Regions from separate parts of the Mus musculus genome. Here regions 1 and 2 are each linked to region 3. A link is a contact called in public promoter capture Hi-C data. All regions are on one chromosome and are shown on one strand. The core of a region is the stretch at or near the end of the contact, and the rest is flanking DNA. Distances in the headings are between cores, read along the strand shown.

What was found. Promoter capture Hi-C pulls out the DNA fragments that hold promoters and counts their contacts. Capture Hi-C pulls out chosen DNA fragments and counts their contacts.
Region 1: a contact with region 3 is called in a promoter capture Hi-C map of pre-B cells, with 3 times the contacts expected there. The contact joins the promoter of Hoxa13 here to the promoter of Jazf1 in region 3. A contact is called at or near these places in 10 of 39 promoter capture datasets (the 3T3-L1 cell line, the C10 cell line, cranial neural crest and 5 more), 1 of 115 datasets of contacts at active chromatin or transcription factors (bone marrow-derived macrophages) and 2 of 9 other capture datasets (embryonic stem cells and liver).
Region 2: a contact with region 3 is called in a promoter capture Hi-C map of pancreatic islet. The contact joins the promoter of Evx1os here to the promoter of Jazf1 in region 3. A contact is called at or near these places in 1 of 39 promoter capture datasets (embryonic stem cells), 2 of 484 Hi-C or Micro-C datasets (both in embryonic stem cells), 1 of 115 datasets of contacts at active chromatin or transcription factors (bone marrow-derived macrophages) and 4 of 9 other capture datasets (embryonic stem cells, embryonic tail, liver and 1 more).

What each region holds. Positions count from the first base shown.
Region 1 is chr6:52,258,624-52,263,353 of GRCm38.p6, forward strand. Hoxa13 (homeobox A13) reads right to left here and starts at 2,257. Exons shown (of 5, transcript NM_008264.1): 1 at 2,014-2,257; 2 at 1,929-2,012; 3 at 1,919-1,926; 4 at 1,241-1,917; 5 at 230-525. The coding sequence starts at 2,151. The coding sequence ends at 281. Hottip (Hoxa distal transcript antisense RNA) reads left to right here and starts at 4,152. Exons shown (of 2, transcript NR_110442.1): 1 at 4,152-4,241.
Region 2 is chr6:52,313,250-52,317,877 of GRCm38.p6, forward strand. Evx1os (even skipped homeotic gene 1, opposite strand) reads right to left here and starts at 1,583. Exons shown (of 4, transcript NR_038163.1): 1 at 1,522-1,583; 2 at 55-321. It overlaps Evx1 (even-skipped homeobox 1), which reads left to right and starts at 249. Exons shown (of 3, transcript NM_007966.4): 1 at 249-1,022; 2 at 2,489-2,745; 3 at 3,284-4,628. The coding sequence starts at 596. The coding sequence ends at 3,850.
Region 3 is chr6:53,066,916-53,071,619 of GRCm38.p6, forward strand. Jazf1 (JAZF zinc finger 1) reads right to left here and starts at 1,709. Exons shown (of 5, transcript NM_173406.3): 1 at 1,538-1,709. The coding sequence starts at 1,652. Gm33097 (a long non-coding RNA gene) reads right to left here and starts at 1,080. Exons shown (of 2, transcript XR_377680.3): 1 at 1-1,080.

The DNA of each region.
Region 1 (4,730 bases), core at 1,007-3,506, 810 kb before region 3:
ATTTATCTGAAATTGTGTGTTTTAGGGGCTGATGAGTTGACTCTAGAGTTTGTCACTTAACGCTGTGGTGGGGTTGTCGGGAAACCTGGCAGTCTTTACCATTCCTTAAGGTTTTGTTTTAATTGTAGATTCCATGGAAGAGAGAGTCCCCTTAGGAGAGCAAACGTCAGCGTCTCTCTATCCAATTCTTCAGTTAGTATGATGCATTATTATTATCTGGGCAAAGAAACAAATCCTTAAGCGTTTCTTCAAGCTGCCCTCTGCTCCACCTTTTAATCCATTAACTAGTGGTCTTGAGTTTATTGATGACTTTTTTCTCTTTGACCCTCCTGTTCTGGAACCAGATTGTGACCTGCCTCTCAGAGAGGTTTGTCGTGGCTGATATCCTCCTCCGTTTGTCCTTGGTAATGAATTTGTTCGTAGCGTATTCCCGTTCGAGTTCTTTCAACTGCACCTTAGTGTAAGGCACGCGCTTCTTTCTCCCCCTCCTATAGGAGCTGGCGTCTGAAGGATGGGAGACGACGTCTGTAAGATAAGGAAGAAGGCAAGTTACTCTGGGAGCCGACCTGAGCCAGAACACAGGCGACAGCTCAATGTGAACTGCCGGCCTTGCAATGCCTGATTGCTCTTTGCCACGAATGCTGTACAATCCAGCCTTCTGCCAAAGCCTGGAGCGTTAGTAGGGGGGTATGGTTAGTTGTGTACTGAAATGAAATCGCCCAGAGTTCCAGTGACCACCCCAATCCGGTCATTCTGCATGTACAGCGGTCCACACCTTAGCACTCAACAGGGTTCAACACTTCTTTCTGTAGAGCTCGGCTCCTCTCAGCTTGCCCCAAGTCCCAACATTCTATGCTTCTCCAACGAAGCCTTTTTTTTCAGAGAACCATCAGGGACAATTTGGTGAGCTCAAAATCGAGTCTATTTCCCATCTTGGAGTCAATGTCAAGGGCTTGGGAGGGTGGGGCACCCAGAGAGAAAGGGGCTGCCGGAGTTGGAACCCACAAGCTTCCTCCCAGCTACCCTTTACCAAAGGAGGGCCCGGGGACCGGCTCGACTTAGGGCAGGGCGGACGGACAGCGCCAGCCAGCCGGGGCCAGGCTCCCAGGGGTGCAGAATTGCTAAGGCAAGCCAGGCCAGGGAGAATGCGGGGGGGGGGGGGGGTTAGTGACCCTGGGGCACGAGCCGAGGAGAAGCTGAAAAGCTGGAAGACCCGGGCTGGAAAGGGGGCGCCATTTACCGGGCAGAGTGGACTTCCAGAGGTGGGGAGGCTGCGTCTGCTCTTTGGGGCAGTACATTTGGCCGTTCCAGCCGTTGGGCAGAGCCCAGGGCTGATAGCTTTCCATGGGAAGCCCCAGAGGCTCGTGGCGCGACTCGCCAGGACCCCCGAGCCCCGGAACTACTGGCATATCCAGGTAGCCGGGCACGGGCTGGTGATGGTGGTAAGGCCCGGCTGCGTAGCCCTGATGGTAGAAAGCAAACTCCTTGGCGCGGGAGCTGAACTCCTCGGCCGCGGGGCCGGCGGTGTCCATGTACTTGTCGGCGAAGGCGGCGGCGGCCGAAGCAGGCTGCGCGCACGACTTGATGGCGTTGGGGTGCGGGCCCATGCGGGCGCACGGGTAGTAGCCGCTGCCGAAGTAGCCGTAGGGCAGCGCCGCGGGCCCCGACGAGCTCTGTGCCGCCGCCGAGCAGGGACTGCACTGCTTGGCGGCCTCGGCACCCGCGGGCCCCGCCGGCCCGGGCCCTCCCGACGACGACGCGGCAGCCGCGGCGGCGGCGGCAGCAGCGGCGGCGGCGGCGGCGGCGGCGGCGGACGGGGGCGCCTCCCCCGGGGCGCTGCTGTACGCGGCCGCGGCGCCGGGCGCCAGGGGTGCGGGATGCGCCATCAGGTTGCGGCACTGGTTGGCCGCGGCGGCGGGCGGCGGCGCCGCTGCGGCCACCGAGAAGTTGCCCCCCGCGGCCGCGGCAGCCGGGTGGGGGAAGCCCCCGCCCCCAGCTCCCGCCGCCGCCGCCGGCCGCCGCCCGTGCCGCCGCCGCCGCCCCTTCCATGTTCTTGTTGAGCTCGTCGGCCACCAGGCCGCCGCCGTTGTCGTAGAGAAACATGACGGTGGGCTCGATCCAGCGGGGGTGGAGGAGCACGGAGGCTGTCATAGCCCGAGCCGCATGGAGAAGACCCCAGTGGCGCTGTTTTAAAAAGCCCCCAAGAAGTGAAGAGCGCGGCGCGCGGGGCCGGGGCCCGAGCGAGGGGGGCGGGTCGCGCCCTGCGGGGTCGCGCCAGGCGGCCGCCCATTGGCCCGCCCCCGGCCCGCCCCCGGCGTATGCAAAGCGGGAGGCTCCGGCTCGGCTCCGCGCTGGGCCCGCCGTCCCCGCCGCCGCCCGCGCGGTCCTCTGCGCCAGCTCTAGCTCCCGCCGCGCGGCCGCGCAGCAGTCACCCACGGAGGAGGCGGGGGTGGGTGGGGGGGAGAAACTAGGGCGGGTGGGGCTGGGAACACAGGGACCCCGATCCCTTCCCGGGTTTCGCGCGGAGGTTGGGAGGGGCAGTGAGCGGCTGCGGTTGGGGTGCGACCTGAGGTCGTGGGGACAAGTCAGGTAAATTCTCCAGTGGCCAGGAATGAGGGTTTGCCTTGGCCTTGGACTGGCCCAGGATGTCCTGGCATGTTTTAGGGACCTCTGGGGCTGTTTTCTTTCCAGGGATGGATACATCTTTCTGCAGCTAGACCCTCCCAAGGATGTGGGAGCTTTCGCCTGGCCGAGATTGCACTCCCCACCCCCCCCTGGGGAACAAGGGCGTTTGTTTCCTGTTGGTTCCAGGAGAAGTCTGGAGCAAGGGTCCCAGGACATTTCTCTGGGAAGTTTGGGCTGCATTTGGGAGCTCCCTTCCCTGTTCTCAGGCTCTAGAGGACAATTTCAATTAGGCCTAAGGACTCAGAAGATCAGAACAACTAATTGTATCTCCTACACTCATCACACACGCGAGCGCAAATATTCGCGCGCGCGCACACACACACACACACACACACACACACACACACACACACACAGAGAGAGAGAGAGAGAGAGAGAGAGAGAGAGAGAGAGAGAGAGAGAGAGAGAGAGAGATGCATACTGCCACATTGTCCAACTTGTATATACAGCTCGCTATTCATTCCGATGCAGCAGCTATTCTCTCTGGTCCGCAGAGGATTTCAGATGAAGAAAGCACCATTCACTCACACTCCTGTCTCAGGAGTCCGGCTGCCTTTTCCTGAAGGGGTTTAAGAGGAACAGGCCCCAGCTGGGCTGCTGGCTGGAACTCCAGCCACGGTTCTGGGACTTCCTACAAGTCACTCCATAGATCCTGAGTTGGACACTTCAGACACCTGGCAATCCACTGTTGCATTCCGTTTTGGGGAAAGAGAAAAAGGCTCTTTGGGATCCTTTCATGGTTTTTCTCCTAATAGGGGCTCAGCCTGTAGTGGGTTCAAGGTGCCGGGGTTCAGCTGATGAGTTCCTCTGTACCTTGAGCTTGGTGGGGTGTTTGTATTGGGAGAGCAACGTTTGGATGCAGTGTTTTGATAAAGGATTCTGGGGACCCTGCCTCCTTAGGACTACATGCATTTCTGGTTGTGCAAGTGTGAACTGGTCAGACATCCAGAGGGGAACAAATGGTCAAAGTGAAAGTGGTGCGTTCTGGAAAATATAGACTGGGAAGAGTTCTGTACTATCTTTGCTCAAATGCTCTGGTAGGCAGCCAGGCTTGGACCTGTTCTCTAGTCCTAGCTTGTAGACTTAGCCCTAAGCTAGAGCATCAGACATACCACCCAATTCATCTGCTGCTCTGTAAGCCCCCTGGGCTTCTGGTAAGATTGGGACCAGTAAGGCGAGGCTCAGGCTTTTATCTGCCCGGATCCTGGGTTTGTTCTGACTAATGTTAAGTGTCGCCCAATAAAACCTTCCCTGATCCCCACACCCAATTCTCCCCCACACCCAGGGAGTCCTTTCTCTCCTGACTTTAGCGGTCCTGGGTAAATATTGATTTGCCCCGAGTTTACCTTCTTACTGCCTGACCATTTGCAGACTAAAGAACCAACCTCTGTGAAGACTTGATTTCTGTGTTACTTTGGAGCCCTTTTCATCCGTCCCCCCACTCCTTCCTCCCTCTAAGTGGCATTGTAAAACTCAACAGTGACAAAGAGACGAAGTACGGTTCCAGGCTCCAATTCTCGGAGACTCTCGGAGACTCGAGGGCAGTTTACATACAGGTCAGACACGCTGGAGGCCAAGGTCAAGTTGAAAGTTGCTGTCTAGTCAGCGTGAGAAACTACAATGAAAGCCCAGAGACAGAGCCGACTGCCCACCTCCCCTCGCTCTCAATTCCCCCATCCTTTGCTATCTGGCTTCTGGCTCTGTTTGGTTTCTCAGCATCTTTTTTTTTTCCCTCTCTCTTTGTAGAGTTTTGGGGGCGGTGTTTACAGGCTGGACTGGTTCTTTTCTGTCGGCCGCCCTGCTCTTAGCTGGGTTTCTGAACCTCCGAAGTTTTCCAGCTAGGTTCGGAAAAAACGAAAACACAGCTCAGGAAGGCTCCACCAGCCGATGCCTATGCCAGTTCACCTCTGGCAGTGGCTGTACTGCTGGTCCACACAGCAGCCAAGACCAGCTCCACGTTCTTTCCTCCCCCTCAGTTCACTGGAGCCGGGAGCCCTGCACTCAGGGGAAGGGCCTCAGCTCTACAGACTGCCAAAGTCGGCTGG
Region 2 (4,628 bases), core at 333-2,832, 750 kb before region 3:
AAACAGAAGTCAAAACAACAATAAAATAAAATTTCAAAAGCATTTTTCAATTACCAAGTCCTGTTGCCCCTGTGGAACTCGCTGCGCGCCTTAAGCGCTCCCTTTTCTGTGTGCGGAATTCCATTTGCATCCTCTGTGTCTGGGTGTCTCCCTTTCCCAGTGTGTGTGTCTCTCTGTTTTCACACTCTCCTCCCCATTCGAGCGAGGCCCACACCTGGCGCATCACTGCCGAGCCATTAGCTGCGGGTCTCCTTTCATCTTCACTGTGGCAGACGTTTCTATTTATCCACTTGCGTTCGCCGAGTGGCGTCACCAGCGGTACTGTAATGACGATTGCAGCAGGAGGATGACAGCTTAGAAAGAAGAGGGCAATGGGGCTTCCTCCCAGAGGCGGTGCGGCACAGAGGAGCGCTCGCATCACAAGGTGACCCTAGCTCCCCACTGCCATCTCCGCGGTCGCCGTCGACACGGCGCTGGGGCTACCCGGCGCCTGCCTTGTCGCCTTAGCTCCTCTTCTCAGCCAAGATCCCAGGGAGCCTGGGATTAGGAGCTTACTTGGGGGTTTTCCCCCTCCCCCCCTCTGGAGAGTCCGGGGATGGAGAGCCGAAAGGACATGGTTATGTTTCTGGATGGGGGTCAGCTTGGCACTCTGGTTGGTAAGAGGGTCTCTAATTTGTCCGAAGCCGTGAGCAGCCCGCTGCCTGAACCGCCAGAGAAGATGGTGCCCCACGGTTGCCTGAGCCCGCGAGCCGGCCCTCCGACTTCCCGGGAGCGTGGCGGGGGAGGCCAGGAGGAGGAGCCGGTCGATGGACTAGCAGGCAGTGCTGCAGGGCTGGGCGCCGAGCCACGGTCTGCTGGAGCGGCCATGCTTGGCCCGGGACCCCCAGTCCCCTCCGCGGACAGCCTCTCTGGCCAAGGGCAACCTAGTAGCTCAGACACCGAATCGGATTTCTATGAAGAAATCGAGGTGAGCTGCACCCCAGACTGCGCCACCGGGAACGCCGAGTACCAGCACAGCAAAGGTAGCCACCTTGCCCCTCCGCTCCCCGGTCCGCCCACTCCACCCACAGTTCCCTTCATCTCAGGCCAGGTGCAAGATGCTCCTTTCCCTTGGGGCAGGATGGCTGGGGGTTGGGTGAGTGGGGCGGGGGCACCTGAACAACTCTTTTGCTCTCTGCACCTTAGTGTGTGTGAGGGCTCTCGTGTTATCCCATTAGAGTGACAGTTGTGCCTGGACGAATGTCAGCGTTGGCACAAGTCTTGACTTGAGGGGTCCAAAACGCACCCCAACCTCCCAACCCCCGAGTTTTGTGGGAATGATTCAGCTAAGACGGAAAGACACATCCGTCGGGTAGGGCAAGATCAAACGGTTGTCCGGGCAGTTTGACTGGAGGGGAGCAAGGCACAAGGAGGCGCGGAAGCCCGGAGAATATAAAGGACCGTAAAATCGTGGCGGACTCTGGTCTCCGGAGGGCTGCAGCCCTCCGACCAGTTTGCACGTCGGTCAGAGGTCCAAATTACCTTGTCACTTCCCGGGCTGGCGGCGCCAGGTCGGAAATGGTCCCAATGGTCTAATTGCCTTTGGTCTCCGGTTGCATTTGAAAAGGCGGGGATTGGGCCCTCCCCCTCCCTCTTTCCCTCAGTCTCACTTCTCCACCCAAAGGAAAAGCAGCTGCAGGGGGGCTGGAGCCCCACCCTCCTCTGGGGTGGGTCTAAGGGGTTGGTACTTTAATTACACTGCTCCTTCTCACCAGGGGCTAATGGGAGTGGGGGTGGATAGCTCAGAAGGGAGTCTCTCTATACCAACAATATCCACTCCTAGGAATGAAAGACTGGAAGCCCATCAGCAGACACACCTCCACAAAACCATGGGAATGGGTGGGAAAGGCTTGCCTCTACCTCTAGGCCTAGGCAGCCAACACCACCTTGTTAAGTATCCACCTCCATCTCCTATCATCTTATCATCTATCTAACCCAGCTTCTCTACCATACCATGTCCTCACAACCCATACTCAAAATATACCACTCCTGCAATAGGTGCAACCCAACACACATCCCCACACCTGGTACTGGCATACTGGTGCACACACACACAAGATCGAGGAAGCTCACTGTATGTCCAACAAGCTACAATACATTAACCTCAAGAATTCAGTGTTCCGGCACATCCTTACCCATCCCTACCAACACAAGCAGAGAGTTCAGGGGATATGCCCTTTGCTGCACCCAGGGGCAAGCGGAAGGGAAGCCTTTAGACCCAGTATGCCTTAGGTCCAGGTCTTCCAAACAGCCACTTTAAGCCTGCCCCAAACCTTTTCTGTGTCAAGACCTCTCCGGTGAAGCTTCCAGAGCCCCAGCAGAATCAGTGACTGAGGAAGCTAAGGGGTTCTCCTTCTAATGCCCCTCCTCCAGCCTGAAGTCAGCATTTGTTTGTGTATTTGTGTTGTGTCTCTGTATGTGCACCTGTGTGCTCTGGGCTCCTGTGCAGCGCCAGGCTCCGATGCTCTGGGTAGCAGTCCTACCAGTGGCAGCGAGGCCCCCAAGAGTAACGGTGGCAGCGGCGGCAGCGGCTCTCAAGGCACCCTGGCCTGCAGCGCCAGTGACCAGATGCGCCGATACCGCACGGCCTTTACCCGGGAGCAGATTGCAAGGCTGGAGAAAGAGTTCTACAGGGAGAACTACGTTTCAAGACCGCGGAGATGCGAACTGGCAGCAGCCTTAAACCTTCCTGAAACTACCATCAAGGTAGGCTGGGCTAGGATCCTCGAGGTGGCTATGTACCTAGGTTAGTAGGAAGGAGATGTCAACGGTCTACTGCAGCTGAATCGTCTGGGCCTGGACTCTCCAATCTGGTACACTCAGAATTTCCCTCTGACAGTCCATAGTCAGCCACTGCTGCCAAGATTCCCGTCCTTTTCCTAGGCAAACAGACTACGGAGACAGGTGACTGCAAGTGACAGTGTCCCCAAAGAACAGGGAGCCCTAAATCTATGGGAAAATGTCTTTTGCCTCCCCAGATCCATTGAGGCAGGCCTTCCTCTTAGTACCCTCACTCCAGCTTGTGATGCTAAGCCCGGTGGGCAGGCTGAGCGGCTGCCCAGTCCTGCTCCCGAGGGTTTCCATCTGGGTTGGTGGCCTGCCCTTGTCAGCTGGAGTTGCTTTTGACTCTCCCCCCACTCCCCAGCCCCCCTCACTGCGAGCATGGCCCTCGCACCCCACCCACCCCCAGCCATGGGCCTGGGCCTGGCGCAGCCCTCCAAGGCGCTCCTCTTCCTCTCCTCAGGTGTGGTTTCAGAACCGGCGCATGAAGGACAAGCGTCAGCGGCTGGCCATGACGTGGCCGCACCCGGCCGACCCTGCCTTCTACACCTACATGATGAGCCACGCGGCGGCCGCGGGCGGCCTGCCCTACCCCTTCCCGTCGCACCTGCCCCTGCCCTACTACTCGCCCGTGGGCCTGGGCGCCGCGTCCGCCGCCTCGGCCGCCGCCTCGCCCTTCAGCGGCCCCCTGCGCCCGCTCGACACCTTCCGCGTGCTCTCGCAGCCCTACCCACGGCCCGAACTGCTGTGCGCCTTCCGCCACCCGCCGCTCTATCCCGGCCCGGCGCACGGACTCGGCGCCTCGGCCGCCGCCGCCGCTGCCGCCGGGCCCTGCTCCTGCCTCGCCTGCCACAGCGGCCCGGCCAACGGGCTGGCGCCCAGGGCCGCCGCCGCTGCCGCCGCCTCAGACTTCACTTGTGCCTCCACCTCCCGCTCGGACTCCTTCCTCACGTTCGCCCCCTCTGTGCTCAGCAAGGCCTCCTCCGTGGCGGCGTTGGACCAGAGAGAGGAGGTGCCCCTCACCAGATAAGGGGGCGCCCTCGGGGCTGCCGACTGCAGGATGGACGTCGTGGGGTGGAGGTCGGGGGAGCCTTCGGGGCTCCTCCAGCATCCCACCTGTCACCTCTCTTCTCAGATGCACAGGGGAAAGGAGGTGGAGGTGGGGGGGGGGACACCATAAAGGACTCCGCCTAGAGGATCCAGGAGCCCCAGAAGCGACATTGGCTGCTTAGGAGCAGGAATGGGGTGGGAAAGCGTCCCCTGGGGTGGCCAGGCCTTGCCATTCTCCACCGAAACCACCACTCTATCAGAGGTCGAGGCCTTGGTTCAACAGCTACCCGGGAACAACCCACTCCCAAGCCCCTCGTACCCTTCAACTGGGCCCCCACTCTCCTGTCAAGGGCAAGAGCTGCGAAGGGAACTCGCTGTTTCTTGGAACAAAATGCTGTGTATGCAGAGCAGGTAGAAATTAATCTTCACCAGCTTTTCCAACGCATGGCAGGGGGCTTGTTGATGGCAACATCCCAGCCATTTAGGGGAGAGATGATTTACTGCTAGGGAGATGCTTGCCACTTGGCGAGGAACCTGGGAGCCGGCTCACCTTCCCAGGGCCTCAACTACACAGCATCTGGGGAGTGGTACCCTCTACCAGCCACTGACTTCTTTCCCTATTTCTGGCTTTGTGACATCTCACGACCCGACCTGTGCAGCTCCAGCCTTCTCCCTTCCGGTTTGACATTGGCAGGGAAGGGGCAGGGGCTCCAGGGTCCCTAGGCAGCTTCTGTGGGGCGAACCTCTTCTCCCTTAAC
Region 3 (4,704 bases), core at 459-2,958:
AAGTTAACTCGTAAGAAATAATTGTGTTTAATTCATGTTAAAACTAAATTATCTTTCAATCAGCAGGTAGTCCCAAGTTAAGAAAGTTAACCAGATAAAAGTATTACTCATTCAACTTACATAAATTAACTGATGAAATGGATGGAACTTGGGATAACTGTTTTCTGTTATCATTTCTGTTTAGTTTAATAAGTAAGGGGAGTCCAGTGAGGAACTGGGAAAACTCGTCTTGAAACTGCATCACTACAGTTTAAGCCATGATGAGAAACTTTATACCTGGAGCACTTTTAGCTATGACTACTCAGTCACGATATGATTCAGCAGCTTTGCTACTCTATTAAACCGCTTTTCAGACCACCAATACTTGAGAGCATAGGTTCTTTACCTCACCTTTATCAGAAGACATGGGGAAAACTATTAAGGAGATACTTTGAAACTTTGAAAAATTTCAAAGCTTGACAATTACTCATCAGATTTCTGTTTTCAAAGGCATTCTGCAGACAGTTTCCATGATTAGCTCCCATTCTGGATGGCCCAGCAAATCCCGCTCTAAACTGGCACTTAGCGCGTATTAAGCGCCCACTGTGTGCAAGGAGAAAGCATTCTACAAAGCAAAGGGGCATGAGGCTCTGCCTCATTTTATTCGTGCATAAATGCACAGCAGTCGTGATTTACTCTCTCAACTTTGCAGAAACGTGAGCTGCATCCACATGGTCGAATCCATGTCATTCATTTGGTCTTCTCGAAGCAATTCACAGGTAGCCTCACCCAGGGAACCGGCTGCCCTCTTCACCCACCAGGCCACTCCGGGGAGCGGCCACACCTTCTGCAGGTGGCTGGGTCTTCTGAGCCAGAAGCACCAGACCCATCTCCCTCCGCAGGGGTGGGGATGAGCGTGCAAATGTGATGCAAGGACTTCCGTGGGGCGCAGGACTTAGGAGGTCCCTGGGTCCCGGGAGACACAACCGGCCCCGCGGGGCGCCCCTCCCCCGCGTCCCCGCGCCCGCGCCGCGCAGGCCCCGCGGGGACCGGCGCACCTCCGGCCTAGCCGCAACGCGGGCGCCGCGACACGCCCGCCCGCCGCCCGCGGGCTCCCCTCTGCTACCGGGGCCTCGGGGCGCTCCGGCCAGGGATGGGCGCGGCCCGCAGCCGCCCGAACCGCAGCCGCCGCGCCAGGCCGGGCCCCGCGCCCGCGCCGCTCAGAGCACGCAGCGCCCCGCGCCCCGCGCCCGCCGCCGCCGCCGCCGCGGCCCCCTCCCGCCGCGCCACACCTAGCAACCGGCGCTGACAGGACGCAGGCGGGGGAGGAAGCGGAATGGCTGCCGCCGCGGCGCCTCCCCGGCTCCCGCCAGCCTGACAGCTCGGGCCGGGCGGAAGCGGCGTGCGGCACCCGCCCCCCGCGGCCCGCGCCCGCCCTCACCCTGCGGCCGGCCATCCCCGCGCCCCGCGGCCCTCCACGCCCGCACCTTCTCGGGCGCCCGGCCCGCGCCACCCCGGGGCTCGCCCGCCGCCCGACCCCCGCCCACCCGGGCCTCACCGATGTGGTTGTCCTCGATGTGCTCGATGAGGTCGGCCAGCGTGGGGAAGTGGAGTCCGCAGCCCCCGAAGCGGCAGGTGTTGGAGAAGAAGGAGGCGGCGGCGATGCCTGTCATGGTGCTACATCGAGAGCCCCCCGGAGTCGGCTCTGCGAGCGCCGCGCGCGCGGAGGCGGAGGGAGGGGCCGGGGAGGGGGCAGGCGCGGGGAGGGCAGCGCGAGCCCGGGACGGAGGAGAGGGGGCGCGAGGTGGAGCGCAGCGCCGAGCCTCCGGGAGGCAGCGGGAGGCGGCGGGAGCTCGGGGGAGGGGGCGGGGAGGACTCGGCGGCTGGGAGGAGGGAGCAGGCGCGCGCCTGCAGCTGTGCGGGCCCCAACCTCCGCGACCCAGGCCTCACCTGGCAGCTCCCGCCTCCAACTTTACGTCCCTGGGCCTGCCCTTTCGCCCTGTGAGGTGCCTGCAGTCCGCTTGGAGCCTCCCTTGGTTATGCGCGCTACATTCTTAATAGATACACATCTATTAATTACACATGCTTTTCACCCCAGAGGAGCACTCAGGGAGTTACCCAGCCCTCTTAGGGACATTTGTTTGCACTTGGCCACCTGTCTAGGTGTGACGATGGTATTCACTAGGGACCCAGGAAAGGTAATTGTGTGCACCTTGTTCTTTAAACTTTCTCATTTAAAAAAAAAAATTAAAAAGTCCGTATTCTCTGGAGGTTAGTAGGAACTAATTGATTTTAATGAAGCTTTCCCCCTAGGCCAGAAGAAAAATCTTAGCTTTATTTAAATTTCAAAATAGAGCGCTTGGTTGTCAAGTGCATTTGACTGTGTTTTACATATGTATCACGTTTGTTCTCCCTGATTCTTCTGAGAAAACAAAAATCTCAATTTCTTTACCCCAAATTCCCGCACCTCCTGAACCCCGTGTTGTGGCTCAGGTCTGGCAGTGCTGCTCCAAAGACGAAAGGGGCAAGTGTAGAGGTTTGGAAATGAAAGTCAAAGCAAATTCGATTTTCACTTAAAAAGAAGATTTCACCAATCAGTTAGGATTATATCATCCTGTGAGCATTTAAGCCATACTGTTGACCAGATAGCCTCTTAAGAACCAGTTCTCTTCTGGTCTCCAACCGCAGTTGCAGTTACATTTTACCTACAAGGTGTATATTTTCTTCCAGGTGTTCAAGAAGCACCAGGAGATGTGCATGATTCGAGGGTGTAATTTTTAAAAAATTTATTCATGCATTCTGAATTTAGCATTTGTCTTTAGAACAATTTCATTTACCCGCTGGTGCATATACCTAGAAAAATAACAACCCTGTCTTTTTAAACTGCATATACCACTTGTGTTATCTCTAATATTAGGATTGTTAGGGCACTTCGTGTAAATGTAAATGCAGACATATGCAGTATTTCTGTCACCGGAGAAAATTTTCACAATCTCCCAGTCACAAAGGCTGAGGCTGAGTTCTCTCACCCATCGACATTTTTGTCTGGTCTGTCGCTTCTTTGAGCCTACAAGGTGACAAATTTGCCAAGGGGAGAGTTGAGTTGAGTATGGTTGGGGCAGCAGGTCATTAAAGTTCAGTTTGTTGCCAGAAATAATTTCCTGGGACCAAGTGAGGATGGGGGAAGGGCACCCAAGGGCTTGATAATGAGCCAGGGACCCGCTAGGCTGGAAGCTGGGGCCAGACAAGGGTCTAAAGAGCAGGAGGTAGAATTCTCCACCGTGAATTAGAATTTTGGCAACTGTGCAGTGTGCCCTGCTGCCCAGACAGGGAGGAAGGCCGTTAGCTGAGAGCAAGCAGGATATCTGGCAGATAGACTTCACGCCCAGTGACATGGAAATGCAATGAGAAAACTCCAGCCAAGAATGATGCCAGATCAGCCTCCTTAGAGATGCTAGGCACCCCAACTCTGCAGCAGCTGGGGGAGTGCCCCGAGCCTTGAGGTGACAATTCTGTTCTCAGGAGGAATGACTCTCTATGTGGAGTTATCAACTGCAGAGAGTGTAGGAGGCCCAGAGGTGGCTCAAGCAAGAGAACTCCTCCATGGAAAGGCCAGGAGAGTGTAAGGGAAAGGAGGAAGGAAGGGGGCTGGGAGCTATTAGTACATACCTCTTGGCTACCTTCAGTCCCTACCCTCTACTATTACAAAGTGTGCCTGCCAAAGTAAAAGCCTGGTCAGCCAAATTGAGCATATTGATTATTTTTAATGTGAAGAAGCAAAGTAACTATAAAAATGAATTATAATTTTCAAAGAGTTCAAATTATTTTGTGTGTCAAACCATTACATTTTGTGGGGAAAAAATCAGTATATTACTACAACTCAGCATAGAATTGGGGCTTGCTTAGTTGGCATCCTGCTCTTTTAATTGGCACACTTCTTTTCTCTTTTCGGTGTTTTAAAATCATCATCATTTACATCTTCAAGTCTACTGGTTTTGTATACACACCAAAGCAGCAATTGACAGGGACAAACCACAGGGTAACCACAGCAAACAAATGAAAAATAAACGCTTTGCAGTGAATACTTTACTTGTGCTCTATTACGTTTTAAAATGTTTGTTGCACGTTTGTACTTTTAGATAAAGTCTATATCTAGGCTATAAAAACCATGTAAACCAAGCACTTCATCCTGTGGCTTCCAAGAGACTGGTACACTTCTGTTTTGAGAAAACATTTATCTGTCTCACTTGGGGGAGTGAAGCTGTCTCAAAAGGGCAGGGTGGCAAGAGAACCAAAGAGTCAGATAAGAGAGTGGCCATGAACTACACGAATTCCCTGCCTCCGAGATCCTTTTTTTTTTTTTTTTTTTTTTTTTTTGGAAAACTGCTAGCCTCTCCCTGGAGCACTGTACCTCTCTGGGTCAGTATGTCTACTCAACATAGGGTGTAGAGTAATGCCATAGGGTAAAGGTGGCACTCCAATGACTTGCAACTAAGTGACATTACAGATAAGAGTCTCCTACATCTTACTATGCCAGGGCCCTCAGGATGGGCAGCTGCCAGGGAGGTGGGAACACGGTGGTTTCGTGGAAACACCTGAAAGCCAGCAGAAGGTCTGTTATGCCGTTGTCTGATTTCCACACAAGGATTTCAAGATACCCAGACAATCAAAGCATGCATTTCCTGTGCCCAATGTGGACCTGTGTCAGTGCTGTCAAGGGGACAG